Regions from separate parts of the Triticum aestivum genome. Here region 1 is linked to region 2. A link is a contact called in public Hi-C data. All regions are on one chromosome and are shown on one strand. Each heading gives the region's core, a stretch centred on a gene start, on an enhancer-like site or on the middle of the called end of the contact. The rest is flanking DNA. Distances are from core to core; before and after follow the strand shown.

The links. Hi-C and Micro-C count contacts between places; a contact is called where the count stands out from the background.
Region 1: a Hi-C map of leaf shows a contact between it and region 2, with 4 times the contacts expected there. The contact joins the promoter of LOC123137180 here to the promoter of LOC123137124 in region 2. A contact is called at or near these places in 2 of 5 Hi-C or Micro-C datasets (both in leaf).

Annotation. Positions count from the first base shown.
Region 1 is chr1B:543,358,894-543,361,593 of IWGSC CS RefSeq v2.1, forward strand. It overlaps LOC123137180 (NADH dehydrogenase [ubiquinone] 1 alpha subcomplex subunit 1), which reads left to right and starts at 1,407. Exons shown (of 3, transcript XM_044556812.1): 1 at 1,407-1,693; 2 at 1,793-1,876. The coding sequence starts at 1,577. The coding sequence ends at 1,876.
Region 2 is chr1B:543,192,510-543,195,298 of IWGSC CS RefSeq v2.1, forward strand. LOC123137124 (serotonin N-acetyltransferase 1, chloroplastic) reads left to right here and starts at 1,413. Exons shown (of 8, transcript XR_006467767.1): 1 at 1,413-1,662; 2 at 1,742-1,827; 3 at 2,514-2,577.

The DNA.
Region 1 (2,700 bases), core at 157-2,656, 170 kb after region 2:
ATCATATGGGTACAATCCTTATTGAGAGAGTTGAGAGTCCCTCAAGCTCGCCCTCCATTTCTGTGGTGTGACAACATCGGTGCTACATATCTATCATCTAATCCGGTGTTTCATGTTTGGACAAAGCACATTGAGGTTGACTATCATTTTGTTCGGGAACGTGTTGCACAGAAACTACTTTGTATCAAGTTCATCTCGTCGAAGGATCAACTTGCTGACATCTTCACAAAGCCTCTTCCACAACCACAGTTTGTAGGCTGTAGGCGCAATCTTAACTTGCTTTGTACTTCAGGCCATAGTTAAGATTGAGGGAGGGTGTTAGACTGTATATACGTAGCCTCTGTACACGTATTTTAACATTGTATTGTACCCTTGATACCTTTATATAATGAGGTAGCCACACCCTGTTTAACGTGTCGAGCAGTTTCCCAGACCTACGTTTTATAGAAACATCGACGAGACAGTTTACGTGTTGAGGAGTACAGCAAAGCTGGAGAGTGAGTATGGCGTCGGCGCGTTGCATCGTTGGAAACGGCGCAGCTTTGCAGCCCCCGAGAGGAGACATTGACAAAATAGTTTACGTGTTGGAGCAGTAGTAGTACGCTATCCTTTCAGGGAGGGACAAACACTCTGATGTGTAAATTGTGGTGTGGGCGGTCAGCCTCGTACTACTACGATGGGAAAAGAAAATAAGCAGAAAAAGAAACTACTACTACAGGATCCCGCGAGGGCATACGGAAGATACGCCCACGCACCTTGTTGTCACAGCCCGGTGGCGGTGGGGAAAGGGCTCCCGGCCCGAGACAAAAGCGCCATCTCCATCCGTCTCGCACGTCCCCGCCCGGTCTAGCTTTCCATGCTCGCTCTTGCTTCGTGCAAAGCAGCAATATTTTGGGGGCTTTCGGCACGGATCCAGGAGCCCTTGTCACCCACAGTATCACCCCTCCTCCTTTTCCATGATCCTGTTTAGTGTAAAAGAACGCTGGAGTAGTGGAGTGGTTCCAAGTTCCAACTTGCAACCCTTCCGGGATTCCATGAGCTGATGAGCACGACCACCGCACTGCCCAACTCCAGTTGACATTCTACGGAGTGGCCAACAACATTTTGCATAAAATTGTATTTCCTCCGTAAACTAATATAAGGGCATTTAGATCCTCTTGTATGATTATTTTCATAGCTTTTAGTGTGAAATTATTAAAATATTTAGATTTTTTTAGCGGAAAACACATTCATATTTCCCTCTATGACGCCATTAGCCCCAACCCATTTCCAACTGAAGGAAACCCTGACCCATTTTCAACTGAAGAAAACCCTGACCCATTTTCATTCGCAAAAAAGAAACCCTTACCCGTTTTCGTAAAAAAAAAAACTCGGTCAAGGATCCAATTTCTGGTTCGCCGAAGCCGGAAAGCCCGGCCCACGCAACTGGCCCAACGTTCTCCACTCACAGACCAAGTCCAGAGCCGCCCGTTCGCCGTCGCGACCTCAGTTCCCCACCCGCAACCGCTAGATAGCTCGCGAATCTGCTCCTCGTCGCCGTCCCCGATCCGTCCGTCGTCTCCCCGTACGGCCCCCGATGGCGAGGTTCCGGTTCCACTGGCTGGAGGCCATGCTGCCGCTGGGCATCATCGGCGGCTTCCTCTGCATCATGGGCAACGGCCAGTACTACATCCACAGGGCCGCGCACGGCAGGGTACCGCTCCCTTTCCCCATTTCTCTCTCTCCCCCGAATCCCGATCCGAGTCTCTCTCTCTTCTCGTTCTGACGCGGGCGTGTGGTTCGTTGGATGCAGCCGAAGCACATCGGGAACGACATGTGGGACGTCGCCATGGAGCGCCGTGACAAGAAGCTCGTCGACAAGCCCGCCGCCAACTAGGTGCGGATCTGATCCCATGCCTCCTGCATCTTCTGCCGGCGGCCCCTCTTGGGTTTCTGGGTGCTTGGCTCTGAGACGAAATTCTAGGGTTTGGTCTGGTGTTAAGTTTGAATAGTTCCCTTTTATTGTTGGATAGAGGTTTTTTGGGGGGGGGGGGGGGTGTTAAAAATTGGGAGTGTCTGGTGTGAATTTGCGCATTTATCCGTAGCTGGATTGTCATGTTGATTGTTAGTGCGTTGCAGATCACTGGAGACTTTTCTGATGCTGCTGCGCTGCTGTTATGCTTGACAGAATTGGATTGCAATGTGCTAGACTTGTACTGAATTTCTGATTTGGTTGGTACTGTATGGTAGCCCCATTTGCCCTGTCGAACTGATGGTACAGCTCGGGTTTTGCGTCATTTGAATGTAAGGCTAGTTTAGAAAATAGTATAGCACAGTGAGCTCCTTTGCAATGAGGTAAATGTCATCTGATTGGGTCTTTGAGGTGGGAGAAGTGGTACTTCGGGCTTGGCAGAGCTTCCTCTGGCCGTGTTCTCCAGTCGTCACAGTAGAGAATTAAACTGACTGCTTCTGTTTCCCAACTTGATTTATATAATTTTTTGAAGAATGTTGATCTAAGCAATTGCATTTATCTAAGTAGACCTCTCTCCAGTCTCACGTGAATCCCTATTGGCTGGCCGAAGAATGGAAACCATGATTTGTTTACACCTCTAGCAGACTTCTACGTGGCCTTAATGTCACATTGTTCCCTATTTTTCCTTTCATGATCTTGTTAATGCCCCATCCATTCTTGTTTCCCTCAATAGTATTGCCATTCCCATG
Region 2 (2,789 bases), core at 163-2,662:
ACTCATGAAAAATCAAATTCAGCTACATTTTTTTAAATCCCGACCTGTGTTTTAATTGTTGAGAGCATTTTTATATTCAAGAATTGTCCTAAATTCATGAACAAATTTCAAATTCATGTTTTTTAGAATTTGAAACATTTTTGGAGATACATTTACATTTTTAAATTCATGAAGATTTTTTACATCGAGGGAAAATTTTCAAATTGGTGAATATTTTTTGAGATTTGAAATTTTATCAAATTGTAAACATTTTTGGAAATCTTACAATTTTTGTAAACTCCATAAAAAACATTTTTTCAAATTAAACATTTTTTGTAATCCAAGATTTATTTTTAGTTTTACGAATATTTCTGAATTCACGAACATTTTTTCAAATTCTAAACATTTATAGAAACGAAAGGGAAAATAGGGTCTCTCCCGCCCGCGCGTGGGGTTTGGTGGGGGGGTGCGCGTTTGCCCGCTACCCCTGCACGGATTAGGGAATAGGAGCTCCCAAGCGTCATACCAGAAACACGTTTGTGTGTGCACAAATGTTGTGTATCGCTAGCAAAGCATATGATTACCTACGCACGCTCATAGCGGTCTGTCCCATTAATCACGCTGCACGGGCTAGCAAGCCAGCCTATTTTGGGAAGGTTTCAAAAGCTTCCCTGCCGGTTTTGGAAGCTTTTGGGTTGGGTTTTATTTTCTATTTTGGGTTTTTCAGTTTTATACTCCCTTTGACCGTTACTAATTGTCTCTTATTTAGTACAGAGTTGTACTAAATTAGTGACAGTTAATATGGATGGATTAAAGGGAATATTATTTATTATTTTTTGCTTCTCATTTTCTTTTTTTCAAAAGTTCACAAATTTGAAAAAATTGTTCGAAAATTTGAAAAGCGCTCATGTTTTCCAATTTTTTGTTCGCGCTTTTAGTAAAATTCTTGAAATTTCAAAAATGACCGCATTTAAAAATATGTTTGAAATTTCAATAGTTGTCATAGTTCCAAGAGAATGTTAAATTTTAATAATTATTCATATTTTCCAAAAATCTGTTCACATTTTCAAAAGTTGTTTGTTTTTGAATTCATAGGCTTTTTCAAAGTTCACGAACATATTTTTTATCCATGAATTTTTTTTGAAGTTTTTCTGAATCTTACAAACATTTTCGTGATTTCGTGAACTTTGGGGGAAAATATGATTTTTTTTTAATTCACGATCACTATTTTTTTCAAAATCGCAGACCTTTTTGTTAGTGTACTTTGGGGAATTTGCAAGATTTTTTTTACTCCCTTCGTTCCATAATACTTGTCGCAACTTTTTACAACTTAACATTTTTTGTTTTTTTGTGCCGTGAAAAAAACAGAACATACTAAAAAAAAACCTCAAATGGGCTCACACCAGCCAGGCGCTGGACTTGCTCGGCAAAACACGGCTCGGAAAGCGGCGCTCTTCGCTGCCGTTCTCCCCCACTCTCGCCTGGCCTGACCTGACCTGACCTTATCCACCGCCCCGACGCGACGACTGGCCGCGAGCGACGCAGCCGCATACCGCGCGCGTGAGCCCCCTTCCCCTCTCCCCACCACCCCGCCCCTGTTCCCCGGAAGCGCGCGAGCTGCCGCCGGAATCAGCAGGCCGCGAAGATGGTGGCCGCCTTCGCCGTCACTCCTCCGTCCTCCATGTAAGTAGCCCCAACCTCAAATCAAATCAAGCTCCCCTCTCTACCTGTTTCTTGCTGATTTTCCTCCTTTTCTTCGCAGATGCGGCGTCTGCATCCCGACGGCATGCCGGTCGGAGGCGCGGGGCACGGTGCCGGCGCCGAGGTTCTTCCATAGCCGGAACCAAGGTACATACACTGTTTCCCTTCCACATAGTTACATTGCAGCGGGCACTCTCAGGCAGGATCGTGGGGCTCGATTCACTCTAAGCAAACTTAAGTGTAAAGATGAGTCCAATGTTAGGCTAACAAGGACCTGGGTCAAGCCGGCAATATGCTGAGATAGATCAGGAATGGCCCTTTCTTTGTTGGCCCATAACTCATATCGAACTGGTGTGGTGGTTAATGTGGATTAGACAAACTGAATGTGGAAACGGCACCACAAATAGCTTCTAACAATGCTATATTGCCGATACTTCACTTTCCTCTTTCTTGTTAATGCTTTCCTTAAAAAAATAAATTCTTGTTAATGTTTGGAAGACGCCATCGATCTATGTCGCACGTTGCTGTACCCATCCCCAAATGCCAGCCACGCTATTTGCACATTTTGTGGGTAAAGTGGCACCGTAGATTAGCGCTTAAAAATTATCATCCTACTTGCTAGGGGGCCACTGATTGTACTGTCTCTTAAAATGTTTTAATGTCCAATGAACTTGCAGGCCTTTGTTATTTTGTCATCTTCTAGTTGCTGTTAGGCCATTGTTCGTCATGTGTTCTGTCACCCTTATTGACCTGTTCATGAAGCATAAATGTTTATTTGCTGAACTAATAAGTACTTGACAAGCACTAATGATCTAATGATGTTTTGATTGCAGCGAACAGACGGTCTGCAACAGCTTGGTCCTTGAAAGCCGGTCTATGGGACTCTCTCAAATCTGGGTAAAGTACATTATGTACCCTTTAAAAAATTTGTGTTATGTTTATCTTCAAAAAATATCTACATACTATCACATCTATGTACTACTGTAAAAACAAACAAATACACCATTTCCAGAGCTTCCCACCTTGATGAAAAAGGTTAAACCATTAAACACGTGTGGGTGTCCCACATTATCTCGGCTGGGATAAAAGAATGGGAGGAGAAAGTAATA